2 separate regions of the Danio rerio genome follow, and region 2 is linked to region 1. The links are chromatin contacts, called in public Hi-C maps. All regions are on one chromosome and are shown on one strand. Each heading gives the region's core, a stretch centred on a gene start, on an enhancer-like site or on the middle of the called end of the contact. The rest is flanking DNA. Distances are from core to core; before and after follow the strand shown. Region 1 holds the start of cxxc5b (CXXC finger protein 5b). Region 2 overlaps psd2 (pleckstrin and Sec7 domain containing 2).

What was found. A called contact is a pair of places that touch in the nucleus more often than the background predicts.
Region 2: a contact with region 1 is called in a Hi-C map of an unstated tissue, with 2.3 times the contacts expected there. The contact joins the enhancer-like site here to the promoter of cxxc5b in region 1. A contact is called at or near these places in 2 of 18 Hi-C or Micro-C datasets (caudal fin and an unstated tissue).

What each region holds. Positions count from the first base shown.
Region 1 is chr14:8,483,331-8,490,982 of GRCz12tu, reverse strand. cxxc5b (CXXC finger protein 5b) reads right to left here and starts at 3,356. Exons shown (of 3, transcript XM_073922521.1): 1 at 3,174-3,356.
Region 2 is chr14:8,643,402-8,651,053 of GRCz12tu, reverse strand. The region is part of intron 2 of psd2 (pleckstrin and Sec7 domain containing 2); the gene reads right to left. Among named protein-coding and RNA genes, the nearest start is that of zgc:92242, 11 kb to the right of the region's middle. Within about 2 kb of position 3,778, at least 23 of the 62 cell types and tissues checked have an H3K27ac peak or open chromatin away from gene starts, as enhancers often do. A contact at or near this core is called in caudal fin, where this site is marked.

The sequences.
Region 1 (7,652 bases), core at 2,107-4,606:
TTTTATTAATTATTTATTAGAACATTTTAATGAAAAAAATTTTCTTTTATTTGTTTTATAAATATTATGTGTTTGTTTATATTAATAAGATTTTGCTATTATTTATTATTTAAAATGGTTTTATATTTTCTATTTGTCAAACATTTTGACTGAACCCCTGGTATATAATATAATATAATATAATATAATATAATATAATATAATATAATATAATATAATATAATATAATATAATATAAACATTTTTGTTTTCTTTTTTAAACATTTCCCAAGTTATGTTTAACAGAGCAAGGACATTTTCACAGTATCTCTGATAATAATTTTTCTTCTGGTTTTATTTTGGCTAGAATAAAAGCAGTTTTTCATTTTTTTAAATCTATTTTAAGGTCAAAATTATTAGCCCCATTAAGCTATATTTTTTGATAGTCTACAGAACTACAGACATATCTAGTCAAATATTATTTACTGCCATCATGGCAAAGATAAAAGAATTTAGTTATTAAAAATGATATTATGTTTAGAAATGTGTTAAAAAATCTTCTGAAAAAAATAAACAGTGGCTAATAATTTTGACTTCAACTGTATATATATATATATATATATATATATATATATATATATATATATATATATATATATATATATATATATATATATATAATTTGATGTTTCATGTATTGCTTTATAGCTACTATTTAAATGTTCCTATTTAATGTCAGAGTCTATTGTGACCACTTACCCCATGTGACATCATGACCCCCCTATAGGACCAAAAAAAGGGCTTTTTAAGTTAACAGAATTGAATTCTTTTCCAATAACATTGAACCCATTCATTAACTTCTTAGTAATCAACACTATAAAAACAAAAATCACGTTCAAATATAAACACTAACACTCGCTGAGCTGTAAAAGTGAGCAGATGCCATTTCTGGCGGATCCAAAAACTGTGTTAATGAGTCTGCGTTAAAGTCTTATACGCGCATTTCAGCTGATTGAGTCAATTAAAACCTTCTGTGTCACGTTTACCTGACAAAACCTTTTTTACAGCTGTCATCAAAACACCTGACCGTATCCATTATGATTACATCACATCCACTTGAAAGAGTCACGATGGGAATAAAAACTTACTGGAGACGGAGACCCCTGATCTGCAGGTAAAGCAGGACAAAAGCTGCATACAGTGAGGGTTTCCGTCAATCATTGACCTGCCTTACAGATAAACAAGTTCCTAGCAACAGTTTGAACGGCGATGCAACGCTGGACCTCCTCATATGTCAAACACACAGACGAGGCTCGCATGCACTCGGAAATTGCTGTGTCCAGTATTGCGGCGAGCCAGAGGGGACAATAGCGCGACGTAGAGAGATCTGGACATCACCAGGGAACAATGGCCAAACCTGCACAAATAGCCCAACTGTGCCTAAACAAGATGACCTGCTTATCAAGATCTACGTGCTCCGTCAAACAATCCCCTCAATTAAACCCCCGCCGGATCAATCGGAGACACAGACCTGGGCTGATTGCATATATTCACGTTGGGTGGTTGAGATAATTAGAATGCAAATACGCAGCACACACAAAAAGTTTGCATGCAACTCATAATGGATTAATGATAAACAGCGCGTAGCTTGATTTACACTTACCTCTCTCCAAGAGGGTTTCTGAATTATTCACACATTCCCACTCGGTATACTCCACGTATTTTTATTTATTTTTTTATCCGGACAACCGACAAATGTCACAATGGTATGTTTACAGTGGCAGCCGAATAACAAACAAATACCCGTAAATGCAAGTATTCCGTGCGCCTATTTGATTACGCGTGGCAAAGTTGCACCGATGCATCTAACGCATACAGGCAAATTGTCACGCAGATGAACCGCGGATCATTTAGAAAGTAAAACAAAATCCCTTTTGTCTCATCTCGAGCGATGTGTCTATGGTGACAGCGCGCGGTATGCGCCAACACGTCGCGTTGGTTAGCCTAAGCGCATTCCCTTGTTATTTCCCTGCCAACTTATTCGTCTCGGCTGCATGTCATTGTAACTTTGAACAGTCCTCAACAAAGTCTCGTTCCCCTCGCTTTGATAAACACGGCGTATCTGCATATTCGCCAACACGGGCGTCTTTTCGTTCGCGCCGCTCGCGTGAGCCGAGGGGAGCGTTCCGACTGTCCGAGCGGTCCGGTGCTCTCACGCGCTGCGGAGATTTAAAGAAAAGAGACGGAGAGAACGCAGTGTAAAAGAGGCAAACGAATGCAAATGCTCACCCAGACAGAATTGTGCTCGCGGTTTCCTTCAATAAAGCCCAAACGCCGGCAGATACGCGCAGAACGCACTTTGTCCGAGAGCGAGCGCGTGCGCTCCTCCAGCCTCTCGCGTCTCTCTATCCCACCTCCACATCCTCGCGCCCGGAGAAGAACATGCAAACACATTTCATAGATTTTTGGAGCTTCACACAAAAACCGAAGTGGACTTTCCGTCGGGGACAAAATAAATAAACCTTCAAGAGGTGTGGATGAAGGCGAGGGGCGTCTGCGCTGCTGCTGTCGCTCTTCTCTGTGCATATGAGAGAGGAATAATGAATGAAGAATAGTTTTGAGAGGGCTGGACGCTCTGCCCATTGTTGACTCCATTCTTAACGGCTGTTGGCTGCGCGCGTGATTGATTTATTATATCAGAACTTTTGCACATTCACGCTTTCCAGGAACTTGCTGCTGATTGACATAATATGCAGAACACGACACCATTCACTTATAAGAGATATAATCCTGAGGGGTGCTGTTATTCGGCGTAAAATTCAAATTGCGAATAATAATCATGTAACTAAATGATAATAATTAGAAATAATATTAGTAGTAGCCTAATAAAAGCAAAACGTGCATTCACGTGCATTATATTGTTATTGCTTGTAAAAAAAAATTATATTAGTTTATAATTGGTAATATTATTAGCCTATTTTATGCGTGAATAAATCTATACGGCTTATGGAGTATTTTTATTATAAGTATTTTATTAATCACATTTACACTGTTACTTGATTGTTGTTTAATCGTAATAAGACATGACATTTAGATTAAATCATTTCACAATTGATTATTTTATTATCATTCAATCAAATTAGAAAAGCCACAGAGTATCTTCTCCAACAGTCATTCATCTGTGCGGTCGTTACCATATTATCGTCGTGTTTCTCTGTGGCCGAAGAGCCATTTTGCTGTGGGTCCATTTGTCCGTCGGTCCAGTGGCTCGCGGACGCTCCTCCTCGCTCTTCGAGTCCACTCCACCTCTTGTGAGCGTCCTGTGAGTCTGGCAGGCGGCCAGCTGAAGTGTGGGGAAGTGACACCGCCAGGGCGGCAGAAATTTTCCTCCGTTTCGGGCTCCTTCCCAATCGCAGACGGGCGCGCGTGCATTGGCTGGAAAGTGGAACAGCTCGTCAGGGACGATCAATGCGGATCGATCAGTGCGGCGCTGCCGGCTGCGGGTTTGAGAGGGGGGGTTGCGTGTTTCAGACCTCCACAATTGCATTAACGGGAAAGTTTAAGCTTGAGTAAAGTGACACTACTGCTGCTGCACTTCCCATCATGCTTTTTTCTTCATTCACCAATATTCACAAAATGCTTATGGGACAAAGTTTAACATTATGAATTAGCCTATACCACAACATTAAATAAAAATGACCATATACAGTTGAAGTCAGAATTATAGCCCTCCTGAATTATTAGCCTGTCTATTTTTTCCCCAATTCTGTTAAACGGAGAGAGAAAAAATATTTACATTTAGAGCACATTTGTAAACACACACTGCAAAAGATGTGCAGATTTTTACAACATGTTATTGTAATTTTTCACAGTGAATTACATTAGTATTTACAGGATTTAACTGTAAAAATTCACAGTAATGTGTAGTATTCATCATTTTATTGTGCAATGAATGTGGGTAGGATGATTACAGCAAATTACTGTAAAAGGGCTATATCTTTTGCATGTTAATTCAAACTCTTTTTATTTCATTCAACATAGACATTGGTACAAATAACCTTTATGCTAGTTTTGGCACTTTTTGATATTTAGAAACAACAGAATATTATTGCAGCCATAAAAACAATTTGGTCTTCAAAAATAACTTGAAAGAATATCGTCCTGTTTTGAAACAACATGAATGTCATGGTAAATTTTCATTTTTAGGTGCACTGTACCTCTTTTTTTTATTTTTTACAGTTAACATGCAAATATGAAATAATTTTAACATAACTTTGTGCTTAGCAAAAAATGTAATAAACTGGAACAAAAGCAATTGATTCATGAAACCAAAGATTGCTAAATGCACCCAAAATCATTTCAAAATCATGGTAAATGTTAGAATGACTAGCAGAGGAAAGCCTGCTTCACAGTAAAATATAGTTAATTCTACAAGACAAATACTGTGAAATCACAGTAATAAACTTCACTCTCTACTATGAAGTTAAACTATATGGCTGTAATTTTACAGTAATTTAATGTAACAAAATCACAGTAAATTACAGTAAACTACCTCACAGTAATTTGCTGTGAATTTACGTACAGTATTTTACTGTTAATGTAATGCAATTATTAGCCAGTAATTTACTGTGAATTTACGGTAAAACAATTACAGTGTAGTTTTAATAACTAATTTATAATAAATGATTTCTTTTATCTTTGCCATGATGACAGTATATGTTGTACTGTAGTTACACTGAACAAAAATGTGTCTCAATATAACTATCATAATTTATTCCAAAGATTTTTTTTTTCAAATGCAGGCCTGCTAATGATACTAATATTCGTTTGAACACATAGAATAGGTATAGCTTAAAAAGACAGTTGCTTTTTGGCATTACTGTAGTAATTATAGGGACTAATATGGCAGCTAATGTACCATAGTATAATTCATAACACAACAGTAATACAACTTGTAGAAATAGCACTTAGAGCATTCATGCTTATAACAATAATAATAAAACAATAGTAGTTTTTGAGATAAAAGAAAAGCCGTCCATTAAATACAAATTAATATTTTACTCAAAACACCTGAAATGATCTCCTAATTCATATTTTCATTAAATATATAAAATAACTAACTGATCACATCACATTAGGCTACATTGTATATTATTAAAACTTTGACAAATATAGTGGCAATAAGATTTAAACTTGTACGTTCAAAAAAAGTGGTATTACCCATGAATGCTTGAAAAACCCCTTTTGTCATATTTTTAAATATTTAAAGACAATTAAAATATATTATTGAAAAAATATATATTGATAATAGTCACTTCCAGATTTATTCATTCATTCATTTTCTTGTCGGCTTAGTCCCTTTATTAATCTGGGGTCGCCACAGCAGAGTGAACCGCCAACTTATCCAGCAACTTTTTACACAGCGGGTGCCCTTCCAGCCGCAACCCATCTCTGGGAAACATCCACACACACAATCACACACACACTCATACACTACGGACAATTTAGCCTACCCAATTTACCTGTACCACATGACCTTAAGACTGTGGGGAAAACCGGAGCACCCGGAGGAAACCCACGCGAAGGCAGGGAGAATATGCAAACTCCACACAGAAACGCCAACTGAGCCGAGGTTCGAACCAGCGACCTCCTTGCTGTGAGGCGACAGCACTACCTACCTACAGTGCCACTGACTCGCCGTAGTTCGAGATTTAATAGCATATTATATAGTATTGAAATTAATCAAAATATTTATTTATTTATGTTGAGCACTGTATGTACACTACCTGACAAAAGTCTTGTCGCCTATACAAGTTTTAGGAACAACAATTATTAACTTGACTTTTAGTTGATCGTTTGTTATCAGAAGTGGCTTATATGAAAGGCAAATGCCTCTAGATTACGCTTATTTTACCAAAATAAAATATCATGAAGTCTTGATTTTTAATTTTTTCATTAAGACAGTAAGGTCTGACTTTGCTTAGACAAAAGTCTTGTCACTTAACACAAATAATCTACAGTATAGAATATAAAGTCATGATGCAGTGGAGAAAGAATTAATATTGTGTATGACTCCCATGAGCTTGGAGGACTGCATCCATACATTTTTGCAATGACTCAAATAACTTATTAATAAAGTCATCTGGAATGGCAAAAAAAAAAGCTTTCTTGCAGGACTCCCAGAGTTCATCAAGATTCTTTTGTTTCATCTTCAATCCCTCCTCTATGATCTTACCCCAGACATGCTCAATAATGTTCATATCAGGTGACTGGGCTGGCCAATCTGGGAGCACCTTGACCATCTTTGCTTTTAGGAATTTTGATGTGGAGGCTGAAATATGAGAAGGAGCGCTATCCTGCTGAAGAATTTGCCCTCTCCTGTGATTTGTAATGTAATGTGCAGCACAAATGTCTTGATACCTCAGGCTGTTGATGTTGCCATCCACTCTGCAGATCCCTCGCACACCTCCATACTGAATGTAACCCCAAATCTTGATTTTCCTTTACCAAACTTGACTGATTATTGTGAGAATCATGGGTCCATGTGGGTTCCAACAGGTCTTCTGCAGTATTTGGGATGATTGGGATGCAGTTTAAGAAATGATTAATCAGAAAAATGTACCTGTTTGTAAATGTACCACTTTTCCAACTTGAAGTCAAGTTATTGTTTGTTGCTCTCATAACTGGAATCGATGACAAGACTTTTGTCAGGTAGTGTATGTATATATAGTGCACAACATAAAGGAGTACACTTTAAAAATGAATATTTTTATCAATTTCTCACTGAATATAGGTCCTATATTTTGGTGCATTTCAACAAAACAGATTTATTAAACAGATACATTTATTTAAATAATATTTTAGTCACCGAACATCTTTAGAAATAGAATTAAAATACATTTAAATTATTGCAAAATATTTGAAAAAAATTACAAACTATAAAATTTTATAAAATTTTTGTTTCTCTATAATTTTGCTCTTTTTACATTTTTTATTTAATATTTGTTCCGAACAATTTAAATTTTTGTGTGCTAATTTCTGTTAGATTAGCTTTTGATTTGGCTTCAGTCACGACTAAACTAATGCATATGCACAAATATAATATTGTAAAGCTTCCTTTAGAAAGTATTGATCTAAATGGGAAAACTGTCAGGCGTGTACTTAACATATGTTGAGCACTATATATATATATATATATATATATATATATATATATATATATATATATATATATATATATATATATATATATATACACACTGTACATCATTTCAGTGAAATGGATGTGACATTTGCAGTAAAATCTTAAAGCATAAATTCACAAAGAAAGTATACGCTAACATTATATAAAACATCTGTTCATATTTTCCAAAACAAATAACCACAGAGTTAAGGGACCAAAAAAACATCAGTCTGTAAACATGTTTTGTGGGAAATAAACATGCGTTATGGATGCAACCAAAAAAGTTAGAGAGTTTACAGTATACAACACACTTTGTAGAAATTCTGTAAATGAAGTGGGCTATATGCACAGTGACTTTTAATTTTCAGACAGGCAGTCCAAGGGCTTCCTGGTGAACTGTCTTTCCATTACAAAATTGTCACTTTTAAGATCTGATTTCTTTAAAAATCAGTGATCTTCACTGCCTGTTAGATATACGATATGAAGTGGG
Region 2 (7,652 bases), core at 2,529-5,028, 160 kb before region 1:
AACGGACCACATTTTCAAACAACTGCCATTTTTTTAAGCATTGAGCTCGTTTCACAGCTGAGTCAAGACGCATGCTCTCTGTTGCTGTTGACAGTATATAGTGAACTGCTGAACCAGTCTGACTCCACGTCAATCTTAGCAGTGTTGGATGTAATTAGCACTAACTCATTATTCATTCTCTTTTCAGCTTAGTCCCTTTATTAATCTGCAGTCGCCACAGTGGAACGAACCAACTTATCCAGCATATGTTTCACGCAGCGGTTACGCTTCCAGCTGCAACCCATTACTGGGAAACAGCTCATACACCATGGATAATTTAGCTTACCCAATTCACCTACAGAGCAGTCTTTGGACTTGTGTTGGGAACCGGAGCACCTGGAGGAAACACCAACACAGGGAAAACATGCAAACTCCACACAAAAATGCCAACTGACCCAGCCAAGGCTCAAACCAGTGAACTTCTTGCTGTGAGGCGATTGTGCTATTCACTGCGCCACCGTGACGCTTTTAAAATGTAACTAGTTACTGTAATTAGATTAATTTTCTGATTTAAAAAAAAGGTAGGGAAAGGGATTACTTTTCATTGTTAGGTTTAAATTACTTACAGTTACTTATAATGTATTTGCTTTAAATACTGTATATAAATTCAACAGTTTCTGTTTAAATCAAGTCAGAGAAGCAGAGCAACTTTATAAGGGCTATCAAAATTAGCGTATTAACGCACGTGATTAATTTTAAATATTTAACGAGTAAAAAAAGAACGCAAATAACGAAGTTGCAGTTTTTTTTTATTTCCTGTTGTGGGTTCAGGGACGGCACATGCATAGAGGCGACCTAGGCGGCCGCCTTGGGCAGCACAATAGTGAGGGAACCCCCCGGTCTTCACTTTAATCCGCTACACCCACCCCCTCCCTCACGGTCCTTACGTTCATCTGCGAACCGGTCACTTTCTTTTTCAATTTTGGGTTGAGGGTGGCGTGATTGCCGTTTGTCTAGAGCACCAGTTCAGCTTGCTCTGGCCCTGCGTGTGTTTAACGTGCAAAGAAATTTGGATAAGACCAATGACACGCTTTTAGAAGGAAAGTTTCAGTTTAAAACAATTTATGTTGCATCACCAGACTATCATGCGTTTCCTCCAGAGTTTCATGCAATTTCGGGTGTTTCATTTTTAGCCTTTAGACTGCAGTTCAGCAGTTCACTCTCATTCAGCATTATTTCATTCACTATGTTTTAATGAAATTTGATACCGCGTATCGATCGGAAAGAAAAACCTCCGGATTTTGGGACTCGCATGATCCTTTTAGGTAATCAAAAATCACTGCTTACATGGTAGACTTTTAATCATTTTAAAAAATTAAATATGCTATTTGACACGAGTCTAAAGAATTAAGAGTTTATGTTGTCTATGTATTGAGATTCAAATGAACTTTAAGAAAAACTGAATTAAAAAACGTATTTTAAATACACCCACACAAACTGTTCATTACACATTCAGATAAAAATAAAATAAAACAATAATAATCGTATAATAAATATATAAATACAAACAATAAAGTCAATAAAGTCACTTTGTAAAACTGCAGAGTAATAGTTTCATCATCAAAAGTTGCCAGAGCAGAGATCAAAGTCTCTTAATGTAATTCGAAAGTATGAAAAAAAGCAGAAAGCACCTGTTATTCACAGTCTACAGGCAACTCTTAATTAAGATATCGTTTACAGTGTGTTTTACCTCAAAACAAAAAGTCTCAAGGCCATTTTTCCAAACTTGGCAAATGTCAAATACATTTAAATATATGTAAACAGACAAGCATTGTGACAATACATGTAGCATTACTTCAGTTGAACTCAAATAACGGTTACAGGATCTTGTGTTAAAAAAAGAAAAGAAAAAGACTGATTAGAGCATGTATGATCATATTTCGAGATTCAAGATTCCTCTAACATATTTTGAAGCTGATCACAACTACAGATAAACCCCTGCAGCAGAAACAAACCCCATGGAAATCTCTGTTGTTCAAACATTCCCATTCTGTGGGACTGCTTTGAAAGTCAAATGTGTGTGCTTGTGTACAGGTTTAGATATACTTGTGAGGACCCAATTTCCTCAATTATATAGTGAGACATTAAAATGTAGATTCTACACTGTCAATAATGCCTGTAAATTAGCATTTTTCAGTATTTTGTGATCCCTGTTAGTATTTTTTATGCTTTTGAATCTCATTATAAGAACTTGGCCTTTCTTCCAACAACTTTTAACCTTGAATAGATTGAAAAAGTGACTTTTATGAACATTTAATACTTTAAAGTGATATATTGTTTGGGTTGGGGTTGTATCTTACACTACAAAACCCTTGTAATAAACTGCCAGTGCGTTTTCGGTTATTTTACAGACTTATTTCTCGATATATTATTTCTTATACTCTAAATAATTTCAAACTGAAAACTTTCACTTTGTTGAACTGTAGAGTAGAGGATGACACGGGAGGGGATTTTCACTCCTATCCTGTCCCACTCCCACAGAAAGAAATCTTGTCCCGTCCCACTCCCAGACCAGAGTTTAAAAAATAATCCTGTCCCATCCCGCTCCTGGTAAAATGATTCCCGCTCCCATCCAGCTCCTGTTTAAAATGACTCCCGCTCATGTACCGCTCCCATATATATATATATATATATATATATATATATATATATATATATATATATATATATATATATATATATATATATATATATATATTTATTTATTTTATTTTTTTTTATTTATTTATTTAGTCTTTAGGTAATAACCAGCTGCTGAGTCTTTGTTTCTAGGTTTTCTGGAGATCAGTTACAGTAAATTGAAACATAATTCTCTATGTCTACAATAGTTTAATAAACCCAAACAGCACATAAAGCTGCATTTTACTCATTTATTGAAATGTTTTTTAATGTTAACAATTTTCATCCAATATGCTTTTGCATAATGAAAAAGAGAAATGCAGCATTGCACAATTTAAGCATATTGAATAAACATTGACAAGTTTTGAAAAAAAAAATCAAATAAGCAAAAAGTTATACAGGCATACATGCGCATAGATATGATGTTAGCTCCCTCCAGCACTGATGGCTTCTGGGTTGTGTGTGGTTTTTTATTTATTGTGTTACATTGTAGGCTTATTAAAAGGAAACTACAAATGGGGGTGCATTTTTTTGTCATGTTCCTATTGGTTGATTCCCGCTTCCGTCTGCCCCGTTAATATTTTATCCTGTACCGTCCCGATCCCGTGATTAATAGCAAAGATGACTCCCATCCCACGGGAACCCCGTGACCAGCGGGATTCCCGAAAAATGTCAATCTCTACTGTAGAGTTGAATTTTCCAACATCCAAATTCAACAGAGCAGAAATCAAGATCCCATAATACAATTCACAACCATAAAGAAATGGAAAACTTTTGTGAATCGCAAAATATGTAAACTTTTAATTAACAGATATTTTTTACAGTGTTGTGATCACTACTTAAAAGTGCACATAAATCAGTCTGAACATGTTTTCATTAGCATTTAAGGATGTGCACTTGTTTCTGTGAGAGATGGGTTTAGTAGTAGGGTTAAGGTTAGACCATAGTATGATATAAAAACAATGAAAATCTCTCTAATGTCCTTATTAAGATTGTGAAACAAACCTGTGATTGTGTGTCTGTTTACATATATCATGTGAACCCTAAGCAGCACTGAGCCACTGAGCACTGAGCCATGTCGAGCCATGAGTGTGGAAAGCACATGAGTCAGTAAAGTGTAAACCGATCAGCCCAACTAACAAGACACACACTTCCTGTTTTTCTGCTAAACACACCCTTGTTTCATGACTCTCGTCTATTTAAGGGAATGTTTAGGGAAGTTTGTAAGCATGCTTGTTGGAAAACAAACATCACATGACTTCAGATTCAACAGCATATAAGGAAAAAGAAAGTCAACCAAAAAAATTATAATCTGTTCTCAAAAATGATGTTTGCTGTTTGTTCAAGCTACCTGTTTTAAAATAAGCTGAAACAACATAATTCTTGAGTTTTTATTGTGGCAACTTTACATTTTTTTGTTAAATCCACTTTAATTTATGCAAACTAAGTTAACTTAATTCCTTCATGTTGTCCCAACACATATTGATTGTGTGGAAACCAGCATTTTTTACAGGGTGTTATTTACTACTGACAGTTCCACGAGAATTTTTAGTTCTTAGAACCAACCCATATTTAGAAGGATATCTATCTATCTATCTATCTATCTATCTATCTATCTATCTATCTATCTATCTATCTATCTATCTATCTATCTATCTATCTGTCTGTCTGTCTGTCTGTCTGTCTGTCTGTCTGTCTGTCTGTCTGTCTGTCTGTCTGTCTGTCTGTCTGTCTGTATTAATTATTATTTTAATTATTAACATTTTTACCATGATTACACACTTTCAGTGTAACAATAGTTTATATAAAAATTGGCTGGCATTTTTAGATTTATTTACTTACTAACACTTACTTAATTATTTAAATCCTTACTTTACTTAAATTACTTTCATTTAGGGCTGCACAATATTTAATAAATCTAACGTTGCAATATTTAGTTTTTTCTGCAATACATATTATGATTTTAATACAATTTCACCAGATGGCTTGAATAGCTCTATTTGGGGGTACAAATCATTAATTTAGATTCACTAGGTGGATTTTGTAAGGGTGTGATTCATGTATAAAAATAATAAATAAATTCCAAGCAAGAATAATTACATTAGAACAAAGAAAAAAGTCAAATAAACAGTGCTTTATGGTTTTCGGAGACAGTATTAAGGTATAGAAATTGAATAATGAAATGTAAAATGTAAAAACATAATCTTCACCAATGTTTCTTCTAGGATATTTTCCATCTGTGGTGGCAGGCCTTTTACACAGATCTACCAAACTACCTGTGGTGTCATTTCAATGACAAATGTCGTGAGCGCAGTATTAAGTCGAGATTGCATTTATGTAATAGCCTACAAGCAAGCAAATCACTTTGCTTGCGCGCCGACTTCCTCTGCTCGTGCACAAAACTTCTTGCACGCGCCCTCAAATATACGCTGCTCAAGAGCAGATCTTCTTGTGCACTCTCAAATAGACGCTGCTGAAGTGTGATTTAGTGTGTTTATAACAAGTATGTCTCCAACATTTATTAGGTTTGCTTGGAATATTTATGAAAGTCTCCAATACACCTACAGAGCGATATTTATGTGTCCTGAAGTAAAGTGAAACAGTTATACGTCGTGTTTTCTGGCCTCACGCATCACGCACCTGTCAGTCAGTCAGTCAGTCAGCACGTAACCTTAAAGGGTTAAACAAATGACGCACAGCCAGGGCAGGAGCAAGCTGAACTGCCGCTCTAGGCAGAGGACATTCATACCACCCTCAACCCCAATGTGAAAACGAAAGTGACCGGTTATGAAAATAAAGTGAGGTGTCGCGGACCTCTTTTCCAGCGCACTATGCGCGGATATAACTGAGGATGCGCGGGTGCTGAGGGAGGGAGGGAGGGAGGTGTCGCGGACACTGCGCTCTCTATTCTGCCGCCCTATGCGCGGATATAACTGAGGACGCGCGGGTGTCGCGGACTTTAATTCTGCCGCCCTATGCGCGGATATAATTGAGGACGCGCGGGTGTCGCGGACTTTAATTATGCCGCCCTATGCGCGGATATAATTGAGGACGCGCGGGTGTCGCGGACTTTTATTCTGCCGCCCTATGCGCGGATATAACTGAGGACGCGCGGGTGTCGCGGACTTTAATTCTGCCGGCCTATGCGCGGATATAACTGACGACACGAGGGTGCTGATGGAGGTGTCGCTGACGCCACCCTCTCTATTCTGTCGTCTATGCGCAAATATATCTGAGGACGCGGGTGGTGAGGGAGGTGTCGCGGACATAACTGAGGACGCGGGTGGTAAGGGAGGGGTCGCGGATGCCGCCCTCTCTATACTGCCGCCCTATATGGACGCGCCGGCCCTGCGCACAGCACTACTATGGTTACAGAAAAGTTTGCTCTGTTATAATTCACTTACCTTTTAATAAGTTTTGGTGCGATTATCACCCGCTATTAAAAAAAATAACACGACTGAATGTTTTGAATGAGAAGCTGTAATGATGGCGGGATCAATTTTGGAAGCCCCCCGCCATGGAAGAATGAATGTTGCGGAAAACATGCTTCACTGTATTCATAATTCAGTAAAATAATTCTTCATTAAAGTTACAAATGTTGTACATTTTTGTGACCAAATGCTTTAAATTCTCTTGAAATGCCTTTAAAACTGTCATGTTTACAAGCGAACAACCACCAGATGTCGCTGGAAAACACACACATACACACTTAGAACTACACTTTTCCTGGACTACAACTTCATACATGCTCTTCGCCCACACACCTGCTTTCTCATTTAGCTTGATTTACATTCACACCTGAGGACTTTCAGAGACTGATTACACACAGTATTTAAGCAGCACACACACTCATTCACATTGCCGAGTCTTGTTCACTGTAAAGTAGCATTACAACGCGGTTTCCTTGTCTTGTTTTCCTGTTTTGAACCTAGCCTTGTTTATTTAGTTATCCTTGTCTGCCGCCTGCCTTTCGATCTCTTGATTGTTATACTGACTACGATTCTGGATTGTCCTCACATACCTGTTTGCTCCCGTATTGACCACTGCTTGCCTGACTGTGAATAAACCTGCATATTGGATCCTACCTTCTGTTGTGGTGTTACTCCCCGGCGTTACAAAAACACAGAGAACTGATAAACATTCGTTCTGTTATGGTTATACTTTGCAATGACTTCACAAATGTCATGTATTCTCAACTGTTATGCTGATCAACAAAAATCTCTCAACATTGCAGATCCATTGGACACACACATTGCGATATCAATGCTGAAACGTTATATTGTGCAGCCCTAATTTAATTAATTACTTACCAGCTTACTTCCTTTCTGTGATTATCCCAGGGCTATTCCACTAAAAACGTAACACCTTTTTTGCTGTTATTTTGACCCTCTGTCATTTTATGATCTAAATAATTACTATTATTGTTTTTAATTTGTAGAACAAGACCATATCTATGGTTTACTCAACCACCTAAATATAAAGTGACTTGTAAATCTTAACAAAAATAATTTCTAAGTAATATTTTTTCACAGCTGTATATACAAAATCCCTAGTAATTAATTAGCATTTGATCAACTGGCTTTGATCCAAGAACAAAACAACCTTCGTGAAGTTTCGTACAATATATGAAGACAGAAAAGAAGTCAGGTCAGTGACAGCTGAGTAAATAATGATTTTTTTTTTTCAGCTGAACAAACCCTTTACCAGATAACTGGGGTGTGTGACATGTTTACCTCATGACTGTGTTAAAAAACAAAAGTCAGATGAAGTAGAAAAGGAGGAGACTTTAAGAAATAAATGAGAGTCTTTTCAATTTAATCTGACACTTGTGGTAAAACAGGTTTAAATTCATCTTGCCCGACGAGGCATTATGGGAAATCACCTGCGCAGTTTCAGCACCATTAATTCCATGACTCAATTTCTCATGATGTTGGACACAAGCCAAAGAAATGTGGAATCTTCAAACATTTCTACCTGCTTTCCCGTCAGTTTCC